2 separate regions of the Mus musculus genome follow, and region 2 is linked to region 1. The links are chromatin contacts, called in public HiChIP or PLAC-seq maps. All regions are on one chromosome and are shown on one strand. The core of a region is the stretch at or near the end of the contact, and the rest is flanking DNA. Distances in the headings are between cores, read along the strand shown. Region 1 has its middle 17 kb from the start of 1700028I16Rik. Region 2 has its middle 130 kb from the start of Slc41a2.

Region 1 (6,736 bases), core at 2,636-5,135:
GAATCATCTAGACTGGTAGCAGAGATTAGTGTTATCAACAAGGACCAGATCTCAGAAGGATGAAGTAGAAGGCTCTATGTAAATTCAAGGCCACCCACAGGTAACAAGTGCATTTCAGGTCAGAGTGCATCACAGAATGAGACCCTATCTGAAAAATAGACAATGAGGTGATGAGAGACGGCTCAGTGGTTAAGAGCACTGGTTGCCTTTGCAGAGGACCCAGGGCTCCCTTTCCCAGCATGCACAGGGATGCTTATAACCATCAGTGACTCTAGTTTCAGGGGATCTGATGCCCTCTTCTGGCCTCATTGGGACACTGCACACTTGTGGTGCACAAATATACACTCAGGAGAAACACCCATACACATTAAACGTAAAATAGAAAGAAAGAATGAAAAAGAAAAATTAAAAAGAAAAGGACTTGATGAGCTGGAGAGATGGTTCAGTGGTTAAGAGCACTGACTGCTCTTCCGGAGGTCTTGAGTTTGATTCCCAGCAACCACATGGTGGCTCACAATGATCTGTAATGGAATCTAATGCGCTCTTCTGGTAGACAGGTGTACATGCAGATAAAGCACTCATATATTAAATAAATAAATACATACATAAATAAATAAGGACTTGAATGGTAGATGAATACTGACTCTTATTCTTTTCTCATCAACCTGGCCATGCAGAAGGAAGATGGATCTTGAAGACTAATGGTTGAGGGTTTTTTTTGTTTTGTTTTGTTTTGTTTTGTTTTGTTTTGTTTGGCACCAAAATAAAAGTATTTGATTTAACTGCCTTTGATGTTCATTTTAAAGTTTGTTCCCCACCCCCTTGTCCAGGGTTCAGGGACCATTTCAGAAGCGGGGATACAAAGATTGTAAGAGCCAGAGGTCATGTTTGACCTGAGTGGAAACTGTCTCCTGTACATGACAGAATTATTGCCCTCATGAACTCGGGGAGACTTTGGTTGTCTGCACAAGATCAAGCCAGCCAACATTCTAGCATGGAGGGGGATGGTTTCATGAGCTGAGGGGCTGTGGGCTGTTGTGTTTAATAAAATCTTAATCATTTGATTTTACCAATGAAGAGTTGGGAGCCAGATGCTGATGTGAGAGCCTGCTAGGTCAGAGAGGCAGAGAGAGTACCCAGCTGACCTTCCTTCTCAGCCCCAGAAACAATGCCCTTCCCTTACTCCATCTCAAAAAACCTCCTTCACACTCAACCAATGCCCCTCCCTTCTGTGATCTGCGTCTCTCTATCCATCCTCCTGACTCCCTCTTACTCTCTATGGTTTTTTTTCTTAATAATCTTATGTTCACTTCCTGTCAACTGTTGCTTGCTCTGCCTCTTGACCCAGGGTTGACTTTATTTAATCCTGTTTATAATACTCAAGCAGAAAGCTTTTGGATTAAAGGTGTGTGCTAAGACGGAGCCACGCCACAACCAAAAGCAGTTCTTTTCCAGTAAATAACACAATTTCAGGGTTTACAATGTGATCAAATATCTAGCAACAGTGGGCAGTTAATCGCTTCTGGGGGAGGGAAGTCAGTTTTCTTTACAAGTGTGACCCTTGGTAAGGGTGTCATGCTTCAGTGGATGGCCCCATACCCTAAACTCAATGGGTTATTAAAAAGAGAGGCTATGAGGTTGGGGGGGCAGTAGACAGGTAAGAGTCAGTTTAGAAGGGGTTGGGGGGACAAGTGAGGGATGAATATGATCAAAATACATTATATAAAATTTGCAAATAATTAATTGCTATATTGAAAAATTATTTCCTCTACTGAAATGTAACTCTGATTGGGAGATGGAAAGAGTAAGAGCATAGTAATTTGACATTTAAAGGTGACATTTCAAGGGACATTTTCCCCATGTTTTATGTGGCAGATAGAGAAAGCAACTGAAATGATCATAGACAGAGGCACACAGGTCACAGCAAATCCTTAAAGAGAATACTACACGGCCATGAAAAAGAGTGGAGGCGATCTCTCTACCCTGCTGAAGGATGAATATAATGCATCGGTAGCTACAAAACAAAAGGGAACCTAAGAGTCTCATGTCTTAGAAGTAAGCCTGTCAGCCGGTGGCTGGACTTGGTTCCTGGAAAGTATGACCTTAGGTCAAGCAGCCATCAGTCAGCTAAGGTCCCCACAGCTGAGATCTGAGAACACATTCTCACGCTCACCCAAAGGTCTCGTCTCCTGATTTTACATATGTGTCACATACACATGATCTCACATAAGCCAAGAACTAGCAAGAGGAAATTAGATCACTGACTGGCTTAGAGAGAATCCAATCAGGACCTTACAGAAATTCCTATCCTGCCAGAAGTTTGTGGCTATCAAAGATAGTCTGGAAACGAAAAAGGGCTTGAGTTCTACTGAAAGAACCAAAGGAGTAGCCAAAGGAGCCTGCCCCAGTAAGGATGGAGTGCCTTTGAACCCATGTATTTCTATATAGTTTGGGTTAAGAGTGTACTATTGATACAACAATAATTATTCTTTCAGCTAGGTATGATATTCCACTCTATTATTTATAACCTGTGCTTATAGGCAGATCAACTCACAGCCTCAATGCTTTATTAAAAAGTGGAATGTGATTCTCAAGTAAAAAAAAAAAAAAACCAGAAATCACTAAAGAGATGTGTGTTACTCTTATTCTTGGGGGAACAGACTATCTCCTGGCTATGACGATTCTGGAATGTGTGGTTGGGCTTAGGGAGTAGTTAATACTATTTTTTTCAGGAACTGTTTTTGTTTTAAGGGACTGGAAAGCACAATTGTTTGTTTGTTTGTGTATTCACTTATTTATTTTTGAGACAAGGTCTCTCTATGTCTCCCTGGCTGTCCTAGAGCTGATTATATAGATGGGGCTGGCCAGAACTCACAGAGATCCACCTGCGTCTGTCCGCACACCTCTGTTGCTGAGTGCTGGATTTAGACATTCTGTTACTTTCTATCAGTTCATCAAAGAAAATGAGGACAATTTTTTTTTCTCAGCCAGATTATCGCTGTTAACTGCTCTCAACTACTTTGTTCTTTGGAAGGATTCGGAATTTGATTTTAAGACGTGATGCGTTTGGAAATTATCAGTTTAATTTTATTCATATGTAATCTCTTTTTTCCAAAGATTTATTTATTTTTATGTGCAGGAGTGTTTTTGCCTGCATGTATGTATGTGTACCACATGTGGCCAGAAGAGGACACTGGTTTCCTTACACCTGCAGTGGGAGTTACGGACAGTTATGGGTTGCCATGTCGGTGCTGGGAACTGGACCCAGACCCTGTGCAGGAGCATTGCTAAGCCATCATTCCAGCCCTTGACCTTTTTTCCCCTTTGAGACAATATCATGCTCAGCAGTCATCTTCGTTCAGAAATCACTACTTTCTCATCACTTCAAAAGCTCCACTAAGAGATGGCTAGTCACAGCACGGGAGAAAGGAGAGGCTAGACAGTGTCTCTTCCTCACGTACAAAGCGACAGGAAAGTCTCATTCAGAACTGGGTCTCATCTTGCATGCTCCGCCCACACTCCTGTTCCAGGAGGTTCTCTGCTTCTTGTCATCAAGCCCAGAATGCCTGCCTCTGCCTCAAGTGCTGTGATCACAAGCCTGCGTCATCATGTCCAGCACGTGTAGCACTGGGGACCCCACTCAGGGCTTCCAACAGGCTGGGTGAGCCCCCTGTCCACTGAGCTACACCCGCAGCCTTGTTTGGACATCTCAAGCTTCCATATGTTGTTTGTCTGTCGTAGACAGTACCATGGGGAGAGGAAGAATGCCAGTTTCCCCACTCCAGTTTCCAGCACAGCACTTAACCGGAGCCAAAGACAAAGCTGTGCGGAGAGCCAGCCGCAGGAAACTCCTGACGTTGCTTCCAGGCAGCAGGCTCGGTTCTGGGAACCAGTGTGCACTGCTTAACGCATGACTCAATCTGCCCAGAACCTGCCAGGGGAGGGCAGTAGCTCCTTGCTTCACATTCTTGTCTCTGTCTTCCCCCCCAGGAACTGTTTGCAGATCCCATGGATGCTACCTGAGCTCCGGAATGCCACCCCTTCTGCTACAGGGCTTCAGTCCCAAGTCCCACCCGGCCAAAGAACTGGGCTCCTTGCCAGCGTTCCTGCCCCATCCCATCCTACCTTCCTGCCAACTGTCAGAGATATCATCAATAAATTGTTTGAATTATTCAATTCTAGAGATTAAATACTCCCCTGCTCCCCAAACCCAGAGATAAAATCAAACTCAAAACAGTTTGACGGAAAGCCGACCGTGTTTTGTAATCTGCCCCACCCCCACCCCTCCCAGGTTCCTCCTGGCTTCTTTCTCATCACTCGCCCAGGCATGGTTCTGGTGTTGAGGCATCTGCATGCCTCTCCTCCTTCATCTGGCTATTTCCCTTCTTCAGACTCGACTAGAAATTGTGCTCAGGGGCTGGGGGTGTAGCTCGGGGAGTGGAATGATCCAACTGGGCTGGGGTTCAGTTTCTGGCGCTATGTAACATGGAGAGGGGTGTATGTGAGCTTGTGTGTAATTGCGGTACTTGAGAGGTGGAGGCAAATGGACCTATTCAGGGTCATCTTTAGCTATATACACAGTCGAGACAGACTTGGCTATGTGAGCCCCTTACTTTAAAAACAGGAGGAGGAGGAGGAGGAGGAGGAGGAGGAAAAAAGAAGGAAAAGAAGAGTGAGAAAGAACGGGGTAGGGTGGGAGAAAGCATCTACTTCTGGTTGTTCAAATTTCTATTAAAATCCTTGACAAAGGAACTAATGCAATGACTTGCTGGTTATGAGTACCGACATCCAGGGGACCCAGGTTTGGCTCCCAGCACCCACATAGTAGCTTACACCCACGGACCAGACACCAACATCCTGATCTGGCTTCTTCGAGCACATGTGCCGCACAGGCACACACAGGCAAAGCAATCATGTTTGAAAATAAAAATTTAAAGAATAAAAAACTGCTTGATGGCCTGCTCTGTTTCGGAGAGAGGAAATAAAGTCGAAATAAAAACAAAGCAGGGAAAGAGAAAAGCAGCAGCCACCTGGAGGAAATGGTTACGTAGTATCTGGTCCTACAGCTGCCTGCAATTATCCTCCCTTACAAAAAGGGGAAAATGCCGGAGTCTCTGCTCTTTATCTGAGCCGGTAAACACGCCTGACTGCAAGAAAGGAATTTCTCGTTTCTGTCCTCTTTAAGGCTACCCCAACAATGACAGGATAGTTAGAACTAGGCTGAAATGCCTATCGGTACCAGAAGAGCCCCTGTGCAATGGCTGAGTTGGTCTTTTCTGACGAGCCCATGGCTAAAAGATTTTTCTGGTCCCCCACTTCTTTTTTGGTAACTGAGCTGTTCCCCTAACAATGCTGTGGTCACAGAGAAGAAGGAAGGAGGAAACAAGTGTGTCTTGCAAGCGATGCTCTGTTCCTGACTTCTCATTTCTTTCTGCTTTCTTTGTTCTACCCAGTACATTTAGTTTCCCTGAGGGGACATTGGTTGCTTTTGGATGTCCAATGTTCTTTCCCTTATGTGTGGACTGGCCTCAGAATCAGAATGGGTTTGACTAGTTCTACATACCGATGGAGCCCAACTTGCCCTCAGCAACGGACTCTGCCCTTGATGACTCCACACACCACCCACCCACACACACACCACTTTCAAATGTTATGCATATAGGTGTTTTCCCGGCCTATATGTATGTCCAACATGTGCGTGCCTAGTGTCAGAGTGGGCAGGGAGGCAAATGATGCCCTGGGACTGGAGTTTACAAACCACTGTGAGGTTGGCTCACAGTGGGTGATGGGAATTGAACCTGAGTCTTCTGAAAGAACAGCCAGTGCTCTTAAGCAGTGAGCTTTCTCTGCAGTCCCAACCCTGTGCCCTGGAAATTAAAAGGAAAGATTCAGGATCAGACAATATATATATATATAGTTATATATATATAGTTATATATATATATATATAGTTATATATATATAGTTATATATATATATATAGTTATATATAGTTATATATATATAGTTATGTGTGTGTGTATAGAATATCTTGGGTCATTTTGAAGCCTGCAAGGGTTCACCCCAAAACTCTTCCAATTTATTCTCCAGGTAGTTCCTGCCCAATCCCCTTCAATGACTTCCCACTCCCTCTGGATAAAATCTGTCTTCGAGGGTATATCATTCCAAGGCTTTGAGATCTGCCCCTCTCTCCCTTTCAGAACTCAATTTCTTAGAAGCACAGTCCTTTCTTTCTATCAAGGCTTCTAGTGCTTTCTGGTCTTTGTCTGATCACATGACCGTTATTATTTCCATGGCTCTGCCCTTGTCTCCACCAGATCAAGGACTTGCTTTTTCTTTCTTTCTTTTTTTTTTTTTTTCAAGACAGGGTTTCTCTGTGTCGCCCTGGCTATCCTGGAACTCACTTTGTAGACCAAGCTGGCCTCCAAATCAGAAATTAGCCTGCCTCTGCCTCCCAAGTGCCAGGATTAAAGGTGTGCACCACCACCGCCCAGTGACTTGCTTTTCCTAATTCCTTTCTGTGTCCTGGTTGAGAGACGCAGGGTGAGTGCCTTGCCCAGCCTCTCCTGGGGCTAGCTGTGTACTTCCTTCTGAAAGCTGGGGCATTGATAGAGATGTAGCCCAGGCCTTAACCACATTCCTTAAAGTTTACTATAAACGCTACACCTGTACTCTGATTGTAGACACACCTTGGTGGCCTATCCCTGTGTGTGTGCCCATTGCAAGGATGCAGACA
Region 2 (5,959 bases), core at 566-3,065, 410 kb after region 1:
TTCAAGGTCAGCCTGAGATACAAGAGATTCCATGTATTAAAAAAGTCTCAGCAATATTGGACCTGACACCTTTGCTGCCTTTCCTTGGGGATCCAATGGGTCTTGGGGTCCAAGTGCCTAAAAATAGCTGTCTATTGTATTTCCTAGGTTTTGTATGTGCACACATATATACATGTAAGTGCATATGTGCATGCATATATGTGCATATGTGCATGAATGTATGTGCATATGTATGTGCATTTACATGCACATGTGCATGCATGTATGTGCAGAGGCCAGATGTCCACAATATGAATATCTTTCTCAACTGCTCTTTGCCTTATTTTTTGTAAAAAGGGTTCATGTACTTGGAGCTCACTGATTGGCTGGACTGGCTGGGTATGAGCTCCAGGATTCTCCTCTCTGCCTCCATAGCACTGAAATGGCAGCTGTGCATTGCCACACCCAGCTTTTTATGTGGGTGCTGAGGACCCAAACTCGGGTCTTCATACTTGCCCAACAAGTGCTTTGCTGAGCCAACTCCTCAGCCCCTTGTTTTGATTTTAATTGTGTCAGGTTGATTCTGGTCCTGACTCATTGTCATGGTCAGTTGCAGAAATCTGACTATTTGTGGTGGAGCGCACATCAGACCTGTGTGCAATGGATGGGTAACTCACTGTGACACTGCAAACTTAGTGACACTTTTCTAATCTTAAAAAATGTGGAGGGAGATTCTGCAAGATGGCTCAGAGAATAAGATGCCAGAACCAAGCCTGAGGACCTAAGCTTGATCCCAGGACCCACATGATGGAAGGCAAGTGACTCTTGCAAGTTGTCTTCTGACCTCTGCACATGCACTGTCAAACTAACATTTATAACACAACTAACACAACATTTTTTTTAAATGTACAAAAAAAATAAAACTTGTAACCAATTTTCTATTGTTTTCTTCTAGTGATTTCTCTCATTTAGGAAATATATGTCAATATGAATGTTACTTTTTTTTTTAAAGCTCCTTTTATTTCCATTGAAAGTCAGTCTCCGTCAGATCCAGGTGCCAGGGCAAAGGATGAGACTGAGCCATTCTGTGGCTCCTGCTGCCATGTTTCTTTATTGTCTCCAGAAAGCTCCGCATGCTCCTGTTGCCTGGGAACAGGGGTACATATCTCTGCTGGTTGCTGGCTCCAGGCTTATCTGCTTTAATTTCTTTCCTTTAGCTGGAACCGTGAGTAACAGCACCTAGAAAATGGTTCAATTTATTTTTCCTTCTTCTGTTCATAGGAAAATTGTGCATCTTCTCTCTGGATAATGGGTGTCTGAATTTCCTTGTGTACAAAGTATTCCTGAGCTTGGATGACAGATCAAACAGAATTACAGTGTTACAATGTGTGTAACCTCGTGACATTTTGTAGGACTGTAAGATACTACATCTTGAATAACTTTCATTTATGAGTGTGTTTCTTTTGGCCATAATGACTAGATTTTGTTCTTGGATGGGTGTTGTATGCAGGGAACTGACCAATTCAGAACGCAAGCTAGAGCTGGCTGGTGAGCACTCAGGATCCTCCTGGCTCTGTCTCTCCAGATAGAAGATTATAGGCACCTCACTGCCACCACATCTGGCTTGTTCCTTAGATGCTGGGATCAGAACTCAGATCCTCCTGTTTGTGGCAAGCGCGCGATCCACTGAACCACCTCACCAGCCCCAGATTGTGTTCTCAGTGTTTTTATGCACAGGACTCCACCCTTCCCTCCCCTCCCCCTCTTACATTGATGCCTCTGTTTATCACCATCTCAACTCAGTTTTTACCACAGCTGTGGCTCGATTTCTCTCTGTATCGGCATATGTGCTACAGGAAATCACCAGGTCTCAGTTCTTCCCTTTCAACCCATGTAGACTATGACTATGTTGTTACCACCATTTTCTTCTGATCTAGTATTGTCCCCAGGACACATCGGTATGCAATTATCAGAGGTTGGGATGTAGCGCAATCGACGAAGCACTTACTTAGCATGCTGGAAGCTCTGGGGTGTATCCCAGCAGCACATAAACTAGACCTGCTAATGCACGCCTGCGATCCCAGCACTGGGGAGTTGTGGGCAGGAGGGTCAGAAGTTCAAGGTCATCTTCAACTAGCACAGTGAGCTTGAGGCATCTAGGTTATGATGTCTCAAAAAGAAAAAAAAAAAAAAAAAAAAAAGCAACTATTGAGAGCCTGCTAGGAACTCTGGAGGATAGACATGTGGACTAACCCAGGAATCCCAACTCTTTACAGAATTTGCATTGTGGCTTTTTGTGTTTCATAGTCTGATTTATAAACATTTACATTCCCTTGCTGGCCACGCCTCTGGGAAGGTTCTAGAAATTTTCCATTTCAGGAGAACTTCCTTCCAGTCTAAGCTGTTACTGATGCCCTTCCCCATGACAGGCCTTGCAGCTGTGGGATCTAGAGTCAGTGAATTATTTCAGAACCTTTTTATTCTAAGAGCAAGGTCAACCTGGCCTGGGTGTAAAGTCAAGAGGAAGGTCAACCCAGCCTTTAAAGGTCAACCTGGCCAGCCCTAGGGAATGCTGGATGGCCTCTCTTACTCCATTCCCTTCTCTGTAATTGAAACTTGTTTCATTCTTATGTCTCAATGTTTCTTTCATCTCAGATCCTTCCAGCTGGGACTAGAGTCATCTTTCTTTGATCGCTGCTCCTGTGTGTATACATATCATTCTTTGCACTGTCTGGATACAGCTTACCATGCAGGTCAGAACATTGATCTTCAGTGACTTCTAATAGCGTTGGCCTTCCCATGGGAAAGGTCACAGCAGCTTACACTACTCAGTCCATCGAGTTCCTGACAAGACTAGCAAGGCCTGTCCATTTTTCCTGCCTGAGGGTGGATGCTCCTGTGACTTGCACTCAGCACAAGCCCACCTTCCACCCCACGGGGTGGCTTCTTGTGCAGATGTGGTAACCTTCCTGTGAGCTCTGCAGAGACTGGAAATACTGGGGTCACACAAAATCCTTTGTAGAAATGATGTCTGCCAAAGGAGACATGCCCTGGTCTGCTCTGCTGCTGTAGTGGTGCAAGGGAGCTGAGGTGATGTGATACCCGCTTATCCCTTCAGCCTAGTGCAACCCAAGACCCACAGAGCATGCCGGGAGTCCCAGAGCTGGCGGACTCCTTTGGTTCCAGCTGCTCCGGTGGAAGCTGCCTTCTCACTTCAGGGACCGACCTCCTCCAGCCCCCATTTTTGTGAACCCAAGCTGAATTCTACCTTTTCCAGACACTCTTCTTGTCTTGACGAGAACTATCACCTCTTAATCTTTTGCACTAAACCAAATCTTATCCTGGCACTTGTGTAAGGATCTTTGTAAATCTAGGCAGAACTGGTTAACTTAAAAAAAAAAATCTATTTACTCTTAGGGAGTGGGAAGAAGCCAGGAATGAAGAGCTTTGGGTTTCAAAACTACACATATGGGCTTCTTTTTATTTATTAACAGCTTTTATGTATTTTCAATATTATCCCTGAAAGCAGCTGTTCTCCGGGTTCCGTTTCACACCTGCCTGTCACTTCGGATTTCCATGTGTTAATTTACAGATCTGCACTGCAAATGATAAGAGCGAAGCCCAAGGTGATTTTTCCGGGTTTAGAATTTTGCTTCCAAGCCCAAGGATTGCTTAGAGCCTCTGTGAGTGCAGCGAGGCTCCCAGTCAGCCACCGGCTTACTCTTTACCCCTAAGTACTATTTTTGAGGTGTTAATACTAACACAGCATTTGCCAAACTGATATTTCTTATGTTTGTGGGTTTTTTTTTCCTCTACTACATTGTAAGACTGAAGAGAACACTTCCTAAAATCCATTAGTGTATAACTTTGCATTATGCAAATAAATAAGGCACAGTTAATTTGGGAAAGCTCGGTTATTTCTATCGCTCCAAAGTCTTACAGAACTAGGGAAAGGCTTTATTGGTCTGGGGGTGTAGTCAATTGGTGGAGCATTTGCCTCGCACACAGGAAGTCCTAGGTTCACTCCCTAGGATGACACAAACCATGTGACACACACCTGTATTCTTAGCCCCTGGAAGGTGGAGGCAGGAGGCTAACAGTAGAGGCTATTCTCCTATATATTGAGTTTGATGCCAAGCTGGACCTTGACAACTTAAATAAGCAAAGAAATGAAGTTTCTATCATGCCAGCACTGAAGACAAAGTCATGGTTCATGGTTTTGGAGGCTGGGAAGTCACCAGCATAGCACCGACTCCTGGGGAAAGAACTTCTTGCTGTGACCTAATATGGGGGAGGGGACGCAGGCACACGTGAGAGAGGGGGGCAAGTCCACACTCACCCTTTTACCAGAAACCCACATGATTGTTAATGTACATCTGTGACAAAGCCATCAACCCATTGGTGACAGCAGAGGACCTGAGTGTCTCCCCCAGGTCCTGCCCACCACGCTGTCTCAATAGCAATCAAATTTTGACGCGAACTTGGTGGGGTAGAGAGCACATTCACACCACGGCACTCTGTAAGGACACAGTGTAGGGTCATGTTTAGACAGTGCCACCTCTCTGCTGACACCGTCAGCCCGTGTGGGAGCAGGCCTTGTAACAAATACACCTGCCAGGTGGGCCCAGAGAACGTTCCCTCTAGGCACACCCAACTGTCGTAATAATTTAATTTTTCACTACTGACGAGTGAAGGCCGTGAGTGACTCTTGAACATAAGCACACAGCCGGGAGCCCCCAGGTATTCAGAAAGCCATCTGGAGCAAAAGAAAACATGTGGAACTAAGAGAAAAAAAAAAAAATCTAGAGGAAATAGCAGAAAAACAAAACAGCCAAGAGGTAAGGGAGGAAATTGTTTACACAGAGGTGCCAAGAACAAGAGACCAAAGAGGCTCTAGAAAATTTTAAATAGCTTAACCCAAACAAATTTAGCTGGAGGATGGGGAGATAAAGCCGAAGAAAATGCACAGAAAGAAGATTTTAAATTATAGAGAGAAAAGCGAGAGATGAGGGCGGTGGTTAATTTTCCCGGGAGGTGCAATACCCAGCTAATTGGGACCCCGAGAACATAAAATAACAGGCAGGAAATGATCAGAAAGAACCAGAAGCTTTCCCGGAAATAAAGGACAGAGCCTATGTTCAACACGATGACTTAAAACCACCCACAAGAGGTCCATTATCATAAAGCTGCGTGCGTGCGTGCGCTAGGAAGAGGCTCCGTGCGCAGAAGGATATAAAGAGAGTAAAGCTATTGATCACTGGAGAAGCCCAGCGGGAAACTGCAGTGTAATGAGGGGTGCTCGGGCCTGTACGTCATCACCGTTGACTTAACTTCTCTTCTGCCTGGAAACTCAGCAGCAGCAAAGAGAGATGAGGAAGATGCTGATGTCAGGCTAATGCCGATGCTGAGAACGGAAAGGGAGCCAGCCTCCGTGGGTTTAGGGTTTGACTATGAGGAGGGTAGGGAAAAACTGGGGTGACCCCAGTGAGCAGGGAGGTTCCCGTCTCTGGGTACGTGGTACGGGCTCCCTCGCGCAGGACCCTTCTGGCCTTAGTAAAGTTTGGATGTGGGTCACAGAGCTTTTGTCAATGGGTGTTATAGAAACAACGCAGACACTAGCTTCCCTCACATCTAACCAGGATGGAGCACTCATCTCCAAGCTGGAAAATACCCTCAAAAGAATTCAGCTGGCCCTGAGATATTGCTCTGTCACTAAAGTGTTTGCTCAGCATGCATCAGACCCTGGGTTCAGTTCCCAGCTGGGCATAAAAGCAGGTGAAGAGGTCCACGTCTGCAGTACCAGGTCCCAAGAAGTAGAGCCGAGAGGATCAGGAGTTCAAGGCCATTCGTATCTGCATAGCAAGTTCTGAGCTAGCCTAAAGTACTAGGGTACATGAGACCCTTAAAATAAAAAATAAAACAAATAGTAAAAACAAAGGGAATCAAAGTAAGATTTAGGGTAACTGGGGGTGACATGAAC

The links. HiChIP or PLAC-seq counts read pairs in DNA pulled down with a chosen protein or histone mark.
Region 2: a contact with region 1 is called in an H3K4me3 HiChIP or PLAC-seq map of bone marrow-derived macrophages, with 5 times the contacts expected there. The contact joins two enhancer-like sites. A contact is called at or near these places in 1 of 15 datasets of contacts at CTCF or cohesin (large pre-B cells), 20 of 484 Hi-C or Micro-C datasets (B cells, the C2C12 cell line, CD4 T cells and 13 more) and 4 of 115 datasets of contacts at active chromatin or transcription factors (bone marrow-derived macrophages, embryonic stem cells and large pre-B cells).

Annotation. Positions count from the first base shown.
Region 1 is chr10:82,791,631-82,798,366 of GRCm38.p6, forward strand. It overlaps a transcript of Hcfc2 not described here. Among named protein-coding and RNA genes, the nearest start is that of 1700028I16Rik, 17 kb to the right of the region's middle. Within about 2 kb of position 3,886, at least 227 of the 459 cell types and tissues checked have an H3K27ac peak or open chromatin away from gene starts, as enhancers often do.
Region 2 is chr10:83,205,111-83,211,069 of GRCm38.p6, forward strand. No RefSeq gene overlaps it. Among named protein-coding and RNA genes, the nearest start is that of Slc41a2, 130 kb to the right of the region's middle. Within about 2 kb of position 1,816, at least 3 of the 459 cell types and tissues checked have an H3K27ac peak or open chromatin away from gene starts, as enhancers often do.